2 separate regions of the Hermetia illucens genome follow, and region 1 is linked to region 2. A link is a contact called in public Hi-C data. All regions are on one chromosome and are shown on one strand. The core of a region is the stretch at or near the end of the contact, and the rest is flanking DNA. Distances in the headings are between cores, read along the strand shown. Region 1 holds the start of LOC119652876 (lethal(2) giant larvae protein). Region 2 holds the start of LOC119652333 (E3 ubiquitin-protein ligase MSL2).

What was found. A called contact is a pair of places that touch in the nucleus more often than the background predicts.
Region 1: a Hi-C map of an unstated tissue shows a contact between it and region 2, with 9 times the contacts expected there. The contact joins the promoter of LOC119652876 here to the promoter of LOC119652333 in region 2. A contact is called at or near these places in 2 of 2 Hi-C or Micro-C datasets (an unstated tissue and whole body).

What each region holds. Positions count from the first base shown.
Region 1 is chr3:110,101,155-110,106,275 of iHerIll2.2.curated.20191125, forward strand. LOC119652876 (lethal(2) giant larvae protein) reads left to right here and starts at 2,761. Exons shown (of 12, transcript XM_038057237.1): 1 at 2,761-2,908.
Region 2 is chr3:109,842,337-109,847,682 of iHerIll2.2.curated.20191125, forward strand. It overlaps LOC119652333 (E3 ubiquitin-protein ligase MSL2), which reads left to right and starts at 1,360. Exons shown (of 3, transcript XM_038056344.1): 1 at 1,360-2,384; 2 at 2,440-2,878; 3 at 2,933-3,422. The coding sequence starts at 1,635. The coding sequence ends at 3,294.

The DNA.
Region 1 (5,121 bases), core at 1,511-4,010, 260 kb after region 2:
GGCAATTGGACTGAATTAGCTTGTAGAGCAATCCCTCTTCCCAAACTGAATCAAATGCCTTTTCGAGATCTAAGGCGCAGGTTACGGTGCAATACCTGTTTTCCAATTGATTGAGGTAATGGTCTTGTAGGTACAGGATTGCCTGCTCGGTGGATCTGAGGTTTTCGAAGCCGAATTAATTAAGTGGAATGATGGTGGAGTAGTGTCTATTGAGGTGACTTAGTAGGATACGTTCGAAAATTTCTCCAATATTAGAAAGAAGAGAGATAGGCCTCATATCTTTTAGATCGCGCAAGCACCCCTTCTTAGGGATAAGTATGAGGAGGGCTGATTTCCAAGATACCGGGAAGTGGACAGCACATATAACACAGGCAAGGTACTCCATGTCCGCTATATTTGAATTTAGTGGCGTTAGTTAGGCCGTGATTATCAAGTAGTCCGTTTCGGTTTAAAATTCGTGGCGAATATTTTATTGAGAAGTGTTAAAATTGCAGATGAGCAAGGGGTAAATAAATACATTTTTTCCCGATAATTGTATTAAAGGCAACAAGAGATTGTAAGTTGTCAAAGCGAAGTAGAAAATAGAAAAAAATAGAAAATAAAAATAAAATTATTAAGACTATTTATTAATTTTATGTGACCATATTGCGTTTATGTTCTTTATGTTCAACATAAACGTGAGGTGTTCTCTTATTCGTAATTGAATCCAACACTCGATTTACCAATAATACAGTTTAGTGACAACTTCATTTTTGGTCGCATTATTAACAAATCTTTGATCATCTTATCAAATTGGAATTTAGAAATCGAATATCTCTCAGACTTTTCTACCGATTTTCATAGATATGGACTTTATTCATAGATAGAAATGTCACCTAAAAATCTTAGTTCTTAACTTTCCTCCTTTAGCTGTAATAGTTTTAGAGATATGAGATGTTCATTAAATTTCACTACACATTATAACTGCCCAGTTGACGTCATCAGTAATTTGACGTTTCGTATTGATATTACTTTAGCTGCGTGTAGATATCACCGCCGAGCTTCGTGGTGTGCATGCAAGGCCTACCGTTGGAGATTTGCGTCTAACCGCGAACCAGTGTACACAGACTAGACAAGGTAATATCACCCAAACATCACGTCTGCCATATATGAATTTGGTGACGCCACTTGGGTCGTGATTATCGAGTAGTCCGTTGTGGTTTTAATTTTTCTGTCAAAGATAAATTTTTGTGGAAAATTGAAAATGATAAGGTGCGCGATAAATGGTTGTGATAGTTATCAATGCAAAAAAGATATATGACACTTCGAGATTCTCTCGTTTTTGAAAAATGGGTCAATTTGCGGAAAGTAAAGAAAACTCTGTGAAAAGTGTTGGAAGATCGATTTCAAAACAGGAGTTAGTTAAATTAAAGGCCGTTTCGAGTCAGTACTTACGGCAACAGGGTAATGAAAATGGCAGATCCAAAAGAGTAAAGTTCAGGAAACAAAAAAAGAGGTACAATAAGTTGTATCATCTTTTGTTATTCAATTTGAAGATGAAGTTTAAAAAATATAAAAAAGGTAGACGACATCCAAAATGGAGACATTCGGAAAATGGGAAATTCATATAAAAAAAACAACGAAATGAAGATCAGAAGTAATTTGAGAATGATAGCACCACTGAAAAAAGAAAAATTATTAATTTTATCTGCTCATGTAACGTTTATGTTATTTATTGAATATGAACGTGATTGATTGGTTTTATTATCAATGAACTTTGCTAACTTTCCTTTAAATTTCTAAACGTGAGGTGTTCCATTATTTGAATGCAGCATTCGATTTACTAACAATAAATTTTAGACATGACTTGATTTTTATCGCAGTATTAACACATCTGTGATCATTTCACCTAAATCAAATTTTGAAATCGAATATCTCTGAGGCTTTTCTACCGATTTTCATAGATATTGACTTTATTCATAAATAGAGGTATAAGATGTTTATTAAATTTCACTCCACATTGTATCAGTCCAAGTGACGTCATCGGGAATTTGACGACGTTCATTTTGATATTACCTCATCTAGTCTGTATACAATGATCGCGAGCGTTATGTCAGTTTTTGATCACCTTCGCATTGTGATTTAAAAACATGGCGCCAAAATGTCAAATCAGCTGTGGAACAAACAGAATATTCCATTAAATCACATTGCATACAATACACACACTTCCTCAAAATTCCCTTTTGACAGGTAACGCTTTCAAATCAAAGGGCACGTCCACAGTAGATCTACTATAAGCAGTATCAACACTAAATGACCCGACTTGCGAATGAGCTGCAGAAACTTATCCGTACGCATCAGAGACGCTTAACAAGGAAAAGGCATAATATTCGTTAAATCGCATTGGTAAGAGAGAGATCGGTGAGCTTTTGCTATTCTGGTATTACTGCCGTGCTCATCCATATAGCAAACAGTTGTTTCTCGTATTCACTTTATACATAACGAAAAACTTGCCGATCTCACTAATACATTGGCAAGTCCGGGCGTTATATCAAACACAGCTGATCGGATTTTCGTTACATCTCTCTCATGCTCAAAGGTAAAACAACTTGAAATCAGCGTACTCACGCTGATTTTTTCCGCCCTTGAGGGGCATGGAGGAGTGTGGTAGCTGTCTAGTATCTAACTGTGGGCACGACTTTCAACGCGCTCGTCGCGACCCCTCGAGGCTCGCGAGTGAACGCAGCTCTTGTTTAGACTGTGTATACAAGGTTGACGGTAGACACACCTAATATTGGTGAATTGTAGTTCCTCATGTTTTTGCCTCTACGCTGCTGTCACTCAAAACAAATATTTTGTTTGGGATTTGGTTCGGTAGGATTGTGTCGGCGGCCGTTTTCTTGGAATATTATCAGTTACAGTTTATAGAGTAAGTATGGAGCAAATTTTGATTTCATATGTTTATGTACAATAACAAGATAATAATTATTGAATGTTAAAAATGTGGCCCATCGCGTAAAAGTTGAAAGATTCGACTCTGCACCTGTTGAGTGCGTTAAATTCTTGATGGGAAATACCTGCACAATAGATGATTAAAAAGTGTACATTTATGTGGCCAGAGGAGTATTTCATTTGCTAATTGGCGCTCTCTTGGTACTTCAAGAGTGGACGAAATTACAAAAGGGTGTCTGTTAAAACATTTGCTAATAAAACGCTAGTCAAGTTACTTTAATTCAGTAGCAAGGGTCCGAACTTTTTCCCGTCACATCAAGTAGGGTTAAAGGGGGCAAATACTCCCGAATTCTAAAGATTTGATATCGTCAGAAAACAATGATTCAGTGAACTCACGGCTTGTCATTGCCTGCCCAAGTGTGGGGCGTACTGTGTAAAACGGACACCAGTACGTGACGAAGATAGGTGATAGGGTAGGGAAACATGGTGAATGTAAGCATCTAAGTGCAGATCTACTGAAGTGTGGTGTTGAACGCTTGCATACTTCTGTGGGCAATACGGTCCTTTTGAGCATTTTAGTTCATCTCATCTTATGTACAAAATCGGATGTCTTGTACATGGTGCTTTAGAATCGCACCAAGATCGATACACTATGCCCCTTTAAAAAAAATGGTCACGATTACGGTTTCTGTCGCCCCCCAATTTGATGATGGATTCTGGTACAATGGCCCAAAATAAGACGAAAGTAAAAAGGAAACAATTTCGAAATCCCTTTTCGTTTTCGGAATATCAAAGGTTGAAACTCTCGAATTGACCCATATTCGAAACTTGTAATTCGTTACGCTTTTGATGTGCCCGCGATTTGATGACGAATTCGGGCAAAATGGAATATTGAAAACTTTGAAATATATTAGTTTCTCGTCATATTGAATGTCAGTTCGTTCACTGCCATTGTATGTAACAACTTAATAAATTCTTTTGTTAAAAATATAGCCTAAAAGACTGGAAGGTAGCTATGATTTTGTTGAAAATCCAACTCATTCCTATTTATTTTCATGGAAATTTACTGTACTCTCACGACATCATGCTATGTAAGTATCACTTTGTAATAACTAGCTTCACAACACAAGAAAATCACAAAACTTTTTATACCGCTAGCACCCAGCTTCTGGATTCCTCATAAATTTTAGACAAATTTGGCTATAAAAGAACATTTATACTCGAAATGCACCAGGGGAAGGTATTTTCTAACGCATTTCATCCCCACCGTAGGGGGGACCCCTTGGTTCGTTACTCTCGAAATATTTAATGACTCCAAATCCCTCCCCGGTAGAATCCGACTCGGAAATATCTTCAGCAATTGCATTCATTGAGGTGAGGACGCTTCGCGTCCGCGTACCGTTTTTCCGAATCTATCTCAGTCAATTTGAGGCAATCCTGCAACTTTTCGTCTACCATCACCAAGGATATCAAGCAGGAACTGCATGATCTAAGAACCAAAATCATCTCTATACTTATCTAGGTACAACTTTCTGTGAAAGAACAGAGCCATATATTGGTGTAATAAGCGAGATGACCAGCGACATTTGAATGATTTTTTCAAAATTTCGGTTTTGGTTCTCTAAATCATTGATAGTATTGATTGGACTGGATTCTTCACCTTTGCTGTGATTTGTTCGCAAATGAAGAGTACGGTGCATATCCTCGATGTTGAAGAATCCACATACTTTTGAATGTATGGCCACAGTTCCCACTTGCTTTTCGAGTTTACTCTCAAAAATAAACCAAAATAAGTTTATCTTCTTTACAATATAAAACCAGTACGGTTATGCTCTTTTGCTCGGTAATACAGCCCCTATTATCTGGATCGTTTTACCTTCGCCACCTAGTACCATGCTACTGTGCGAAGCGATTATTTCAGCTATTTCTCGACAATAGTTGTAGTAATCAACTATTGAAATTTAAACGGGTATGGAGATGTTCATCGAAAGGATCGAAGAAAAAGGGTTTTGTTTGCTGCCGCAAGATACTAAACCCAACAGCCGGCACGTTTTTCGAAGGTATTTCTTGCCGCATTGAAGTACGTGACGTGGTGGCAATAAATTGTTTCGTCACCAAAATGCAGGTTACTGATGCCTATAGACATCTGCTATCTTTGCGTCATCATCGGAGCTTAGCCGAAATACAATA
Region 2 (5,346 bases), core at 110-2,609:
GAATGGGCACGGAAAAATGTTCTGTTTGTATGATGTATGTTTATACTATTGTATGCATATATTTTCTTTTGGGTGAATAATGATATGAAGACATGTTTATAGTAGTTTTTAAAAGTTTATGATTTTTGCGAGACGCAGTACGTGAGTCACAACACTAGTATCATATTAAATGACAAATTTAATTCGTATATACTAAGATTACAAATTGAGTGCAAACGGAATCGAATTCTTACATATGACATACACTAAACCTGTCATATCTGACGCGCCCAGATTCCAGTTTCCAACTTGTTTAATTGTTAATCTGAGACAAAATTCGGAGTTCTTAGGTTCGCCACATATAGACCATATTTCACGCATTAGACGCCTTTTCATCGACCAATGTAGAGTTATTTGAAACGAATTTTTAACTGTCGGCGATAGCCACCTTTCAGCAGTTTGTAGGCTTCCAGGTACACTATTTCGTAGTTTACCTTTTCATATTAAAAAACAAACGATGTCTCGTTTCTCGGAATACCTAACACTAAACTTCTTTTTATAAATGACGCTACGGTACGCCGTACTAAATTATTAGCTAGATCTAAAGCTAGAACTATAACAAACGTATGCGCTAACATATTTGAAATCCCTCAATAAGAATTAAATATGACTGTCTATATTGGACGTATGTCGTGAAATGTTCCTCTCCGAGAGTTTCGTCAAACTTCTATTAAACGCTGAAAATTCGGTAACAACCGAATTCAGCATAATGTCAAATAGATGTCATAGGAAATGTCATTGCAAATTCGTTTTTGCGAAGTGGTGTAAGCAATTGAGAAGTGAGATGTTCGAAACATAAACTCGAAATGCCAAGTATTCAAACGAATCAATCCCATTATAGGCAATAATGAATTTTAACAGGTCTCAAATCTACTTACGTTAAAATTTTGACATTATTATATGACCATTATAGCTCCGGCTTAACAACAATATAATCCCAAATAGTGCACGAAAATATGAAGAAGTGACTCGCTTGCACTGCATTCTTCCTTTTACACGTTATTAGAATGAACCCCGATTTTTGCTTCAGTTTATTTTCTAAATCCTTTAACATATCCAATGCAGGGGTGAATGCAATATAATCGAGCCCATATCTTCACATTAGTACCACAGTTACATCCACGTTAGTAACTATTAGAGGTTCTCTTCGTTGTGATCCTTTCGACCAGCGAACGCCATTGTACATTGCACCATGGATGGAACGAAATTGATTTGTGCGTCTGCCGTTCGGCGATTCTACCTCAGGCTATGCTTTGACGGGTCTGAATGAAAAAGAACGCGCCCTAGAAAGTGAACTCAAAACGTACTAGTTTCTGCGGTTCTTTCCATGTCATGGCAGACCAAATGTCAAGAGGACGGATTCGATGTTTATATATAAAATATCAGTTATCAATGGAAACTCCGCAGAGGACTTAAGCTTGAATAATCCGCTAATAGAGCTGCATATACACGAATGAATTTTCGCGAAAATTTATTATAAAGTTCAAGTATTAACCTATAATGATCTTCATTCGTGTTCTACTAACTTTAATTGTACAAATAAGTAAAGTAAATTCGTGATCGAATATATTTCGGAATTGCAAGAAATATAGGAAATGAATGCCACCAGCCTTTATGTTTCGACATCCCGTTTGGTCCTTCAGAACGACGGGGAAATAAGCCAAAACTGGACTGATCTATATAGGCTTGTCCCGTATTTACGACAATCGTTGTCATGTTCTGTTTGTAGCCGACTTTTAGTTGAACCATATACACCTGTAAACGTCCACTGTCAGCACCATGTTTGCAAGCTGTGTGTGAGAGGGAGGAAGAATGTGAGGCCGCTGTGTTCATTTTGCAAAAGTTATGACAAGTATAAAGAAAATATGCAGCTAAGAATACTTCTACAATGCTATAAAAGACTATGTGAGCATATAAAGTCGACATCAATGTACAGCATAATAAAAAGGCAGAAGCAAGCTTCACTCTCAGTTGCTACGGCTAAGCCAATTACGAACTCGAGCCTAGTTGATTTCATTGAAGAGGGAGCAATGTTTCAAGATAATTTCCAATCAAATTCCGGTCTAAAAAAGAGTGATTACTCAATTCTTCCCTGTGTGTTTGCGCGCACTGATGTAAAATCGCCATCGGCTGAAGCTTCCTTGACGGCTGGTGTCAAACAACGAGCAAATTGTGCAGTAGATATACTGGCAACGGAGCCAGGCACTACTTCAATTGGATCCCATCCCCCACCGATAAAAACGGTTTCGAATGGTTCCGCAATGTACTCAGTTTTATATACAGGCATAGGTAATAAGATAACTATTAAGAGAAAGGTGGAATCCGATGAGGAAGGGGTTACACGGGTAAAAATATAAATATTTCAGTATTTGTAGAAATTTTAATGGATTGCATTTTTAGGAATTTCCAGCAGAAACGGTCAGTCAGAAAAATTCGCTAAAACGCCGTGGGTGCCGATGTGGGAATGCAGCTGTAACACCCGGTAAACTAACATGCTGTGGCCAACGTTGTCCATGTTACGTAGAATCAAAATCTTGCGTAAATTGTAAATGCCGTGGTTGCCGAAATCCTCACAGACCTGATGGTGGTAAGGTCAGGCCACATATTCCGGAATTGGCTTGTTACGAAATCCAAGTCGCAGAGGAAAATACAAATGGATCCCTTGGCTTGGCCGCGACTTCCGGTGAAGGGTGTCAAGTACCTCTCCAAGATTTCAATTCCTCTAAACGATTAATAACCGAATTGTCAGGGGCAAAGGCATCGCATCTTTCGCCAGTGTCGTCAATCGATAATATTGGAAGGGAATCTTTCCTCATTACTTCTGATGGTAGTTTTCAAGGTAAATTAAGTTTTAAACAAATTGTGTATAAGTTTTGAAGAATTGTAATTGCAGTGGTTAACGTTTTCGCATCACAAGCTCATCAACGTCTGGAAAAGGATCAGTCAACTATGCATTCCAGGAACATGGCAGATGTTTCTCAAATAGTAATGCAAACCGACGACACTTCAAACATTTTTGTTCATCCGAATGATATATCACAGCACAACGCCTCAATATTTATGTCACCCAACTCATCGACCATAACTCTTTCACCTATCATAATGACAGCTTCTAATCCATTTCCATGTCAAATTTTTAATGATGAAGAAATGGTTACATCCTGTTCGCAACCTTCACCAGCCAGAACATCCTTAGTAGATTTAGTTGTAACGAGCAATGAGCCCATCATCCAGGAAAATTTACAGTTTCAATGAAACTTTACCAGCAGAAACAATTAAAATTCCATTTTCTTTTAGGTTTTCTCCTTATTGCAAAGATGAAGTGCTTATATATAAAAGTATTTAAAGTTTGTCTATAGTTGAATATAGATTTTTCAATTGCATGCTGTTTTTACATTGGCCGCCCTTTATCGAATTTCTGTCTATAGTAACAGACAAGCACTTATTTTCCAACTATAGAATCGACTTGGATGGTCTAAAACGAGTTGAAAGTTTATTTGTAACAAACCTTTATGTAATATTTCGCTTTACGTAAAGATTTCACAGAACTCGAATCTCAAAACCTAGTCACAAACAGCGTTCCTTTGTGGAATGTTACTTTCTTCAAAAAACACTCCTTCAAATTTTTAATGGGAATCAGCTAATTTAATGTAGACAAGCCCTGGAAATTGTTGACGTTAAGGCAGTGTTAATATACTTCCGGAACTTGAGGCCTTTATCGTACTTGGTCCTTAATCTGCCAGGGAGGATGACAGTTGCTTTTGCTGCTGTGTTGACCCTCTTGCAATTAACTTTAACTCCGTCTTTTTTACTATTTTTTTTAAAAAAAATCACTCTCCTTATCATTTTTATCTGTTATTGTTTCGCTCTTATTTGTACACTTTGGTTATTTCTATTTCTCTCATTTACCACTTTTTTACACTTTGCTTTTTCGGTTCCTTACAATACCAACTCTGGCTACCTGCCAATATTATCATAGTAATAACTAAGTCTTAACCTTGATCCAAAACATGGGCCAGCATTATAATGCGGAACATTATTTATTCTGCAACACTGACCCACAAGCACGCTCTGCTTATTGTAATATAAAGCTTCCACTTAGTATTAACTTAACCATTTGCCAGTTGCAACCAATGAGTCAACTCACCTGCTAACGGAAACAATAGCTAAAATAATGCTTGAATGTGTTCACGTCGTCGTGTCGACAGAGAGTTGGTTTCCTTTCTGGATCTTTCTGTACTGATCACATTAACACCATTTGGATCATGGTATCGATAAGATTGGGCCGCCATCAAAAGTGCTCTTTTCTCGAGTGTTACACAGGTTGTCGGCCATATCCCCAAAGGGTGTCATAAGATCTGGCTGACTGCGGAATCGTAGAAGCGGGTCGAAGAGCGGAAAGGGTTGAAGGTTCTACTGACTGCTGCGAGCGAAGCCGGGCGTGACGCGCTCGAACTCCGATACCGAGAAGTCCAGCGTAGTGTACGCCATGGCAAGAGAGAATTTACTATTGCGCTGGTTAGGAAAGCGAAATATGCCGTTGATTGCAATGGCTTCAGGAATGTATCTTGCAACACGAAAGAGCTGCATTTGGTCGCAAATATTTCGATGGCCCTGCGAAAGACTTCAAGCAAAAGAGAAATCATTTCAGCCATCAATGCACCCAAACGAAGTAAAGACGCTGGGGTTGACGGTCTGCCAGCAGAATATTTACCGCCGCACTTGCAGTTACTGCAGACTTACTACTTCCATTCGTACGGAAATCTTGGGAACCCGACACCTGTTACCTTGATGAATTTTTCTGACCCGCGTTTGTAGTTTGAAAATTCAAATTTGAGTCTTCGAACTTCGGCTGTGGCAGAAGAATTTTAATTTTTATGGCAACACTACCCCGCTTTACCACGCGAAAGGGTATTGGGACAGCTGAAGTTCGCTTGTGTTCACCGAAGCTGTTCTGACGATTGCTCTCGACTGTGTTCAAATTGGGCTTGTGCGCTGTTGCCAAGCTTACGATCACCGTTATTCAATTGTTTAGCCGTGTTTGATTAACGGTAAAACAGGGACAATTAGAGTTTTAATACCCATGACTTCGCGTTAACAAACTCAAGCCTTACTCGAGGGACACGAAATTGCAGCGTGTAAAGGACGCGGAACCAGCTTACACTGCCGCCGCCCATGGATTCGGCAATTCTAATATCTCCACACAACTCCTACATTCGGCCGACAAGACCATTACGGCCGAATGTCATAACTGTCGACGACGACCAGAGCTTCCCTCGTGGGGACCAGCTCGACGCTCGGACTGGT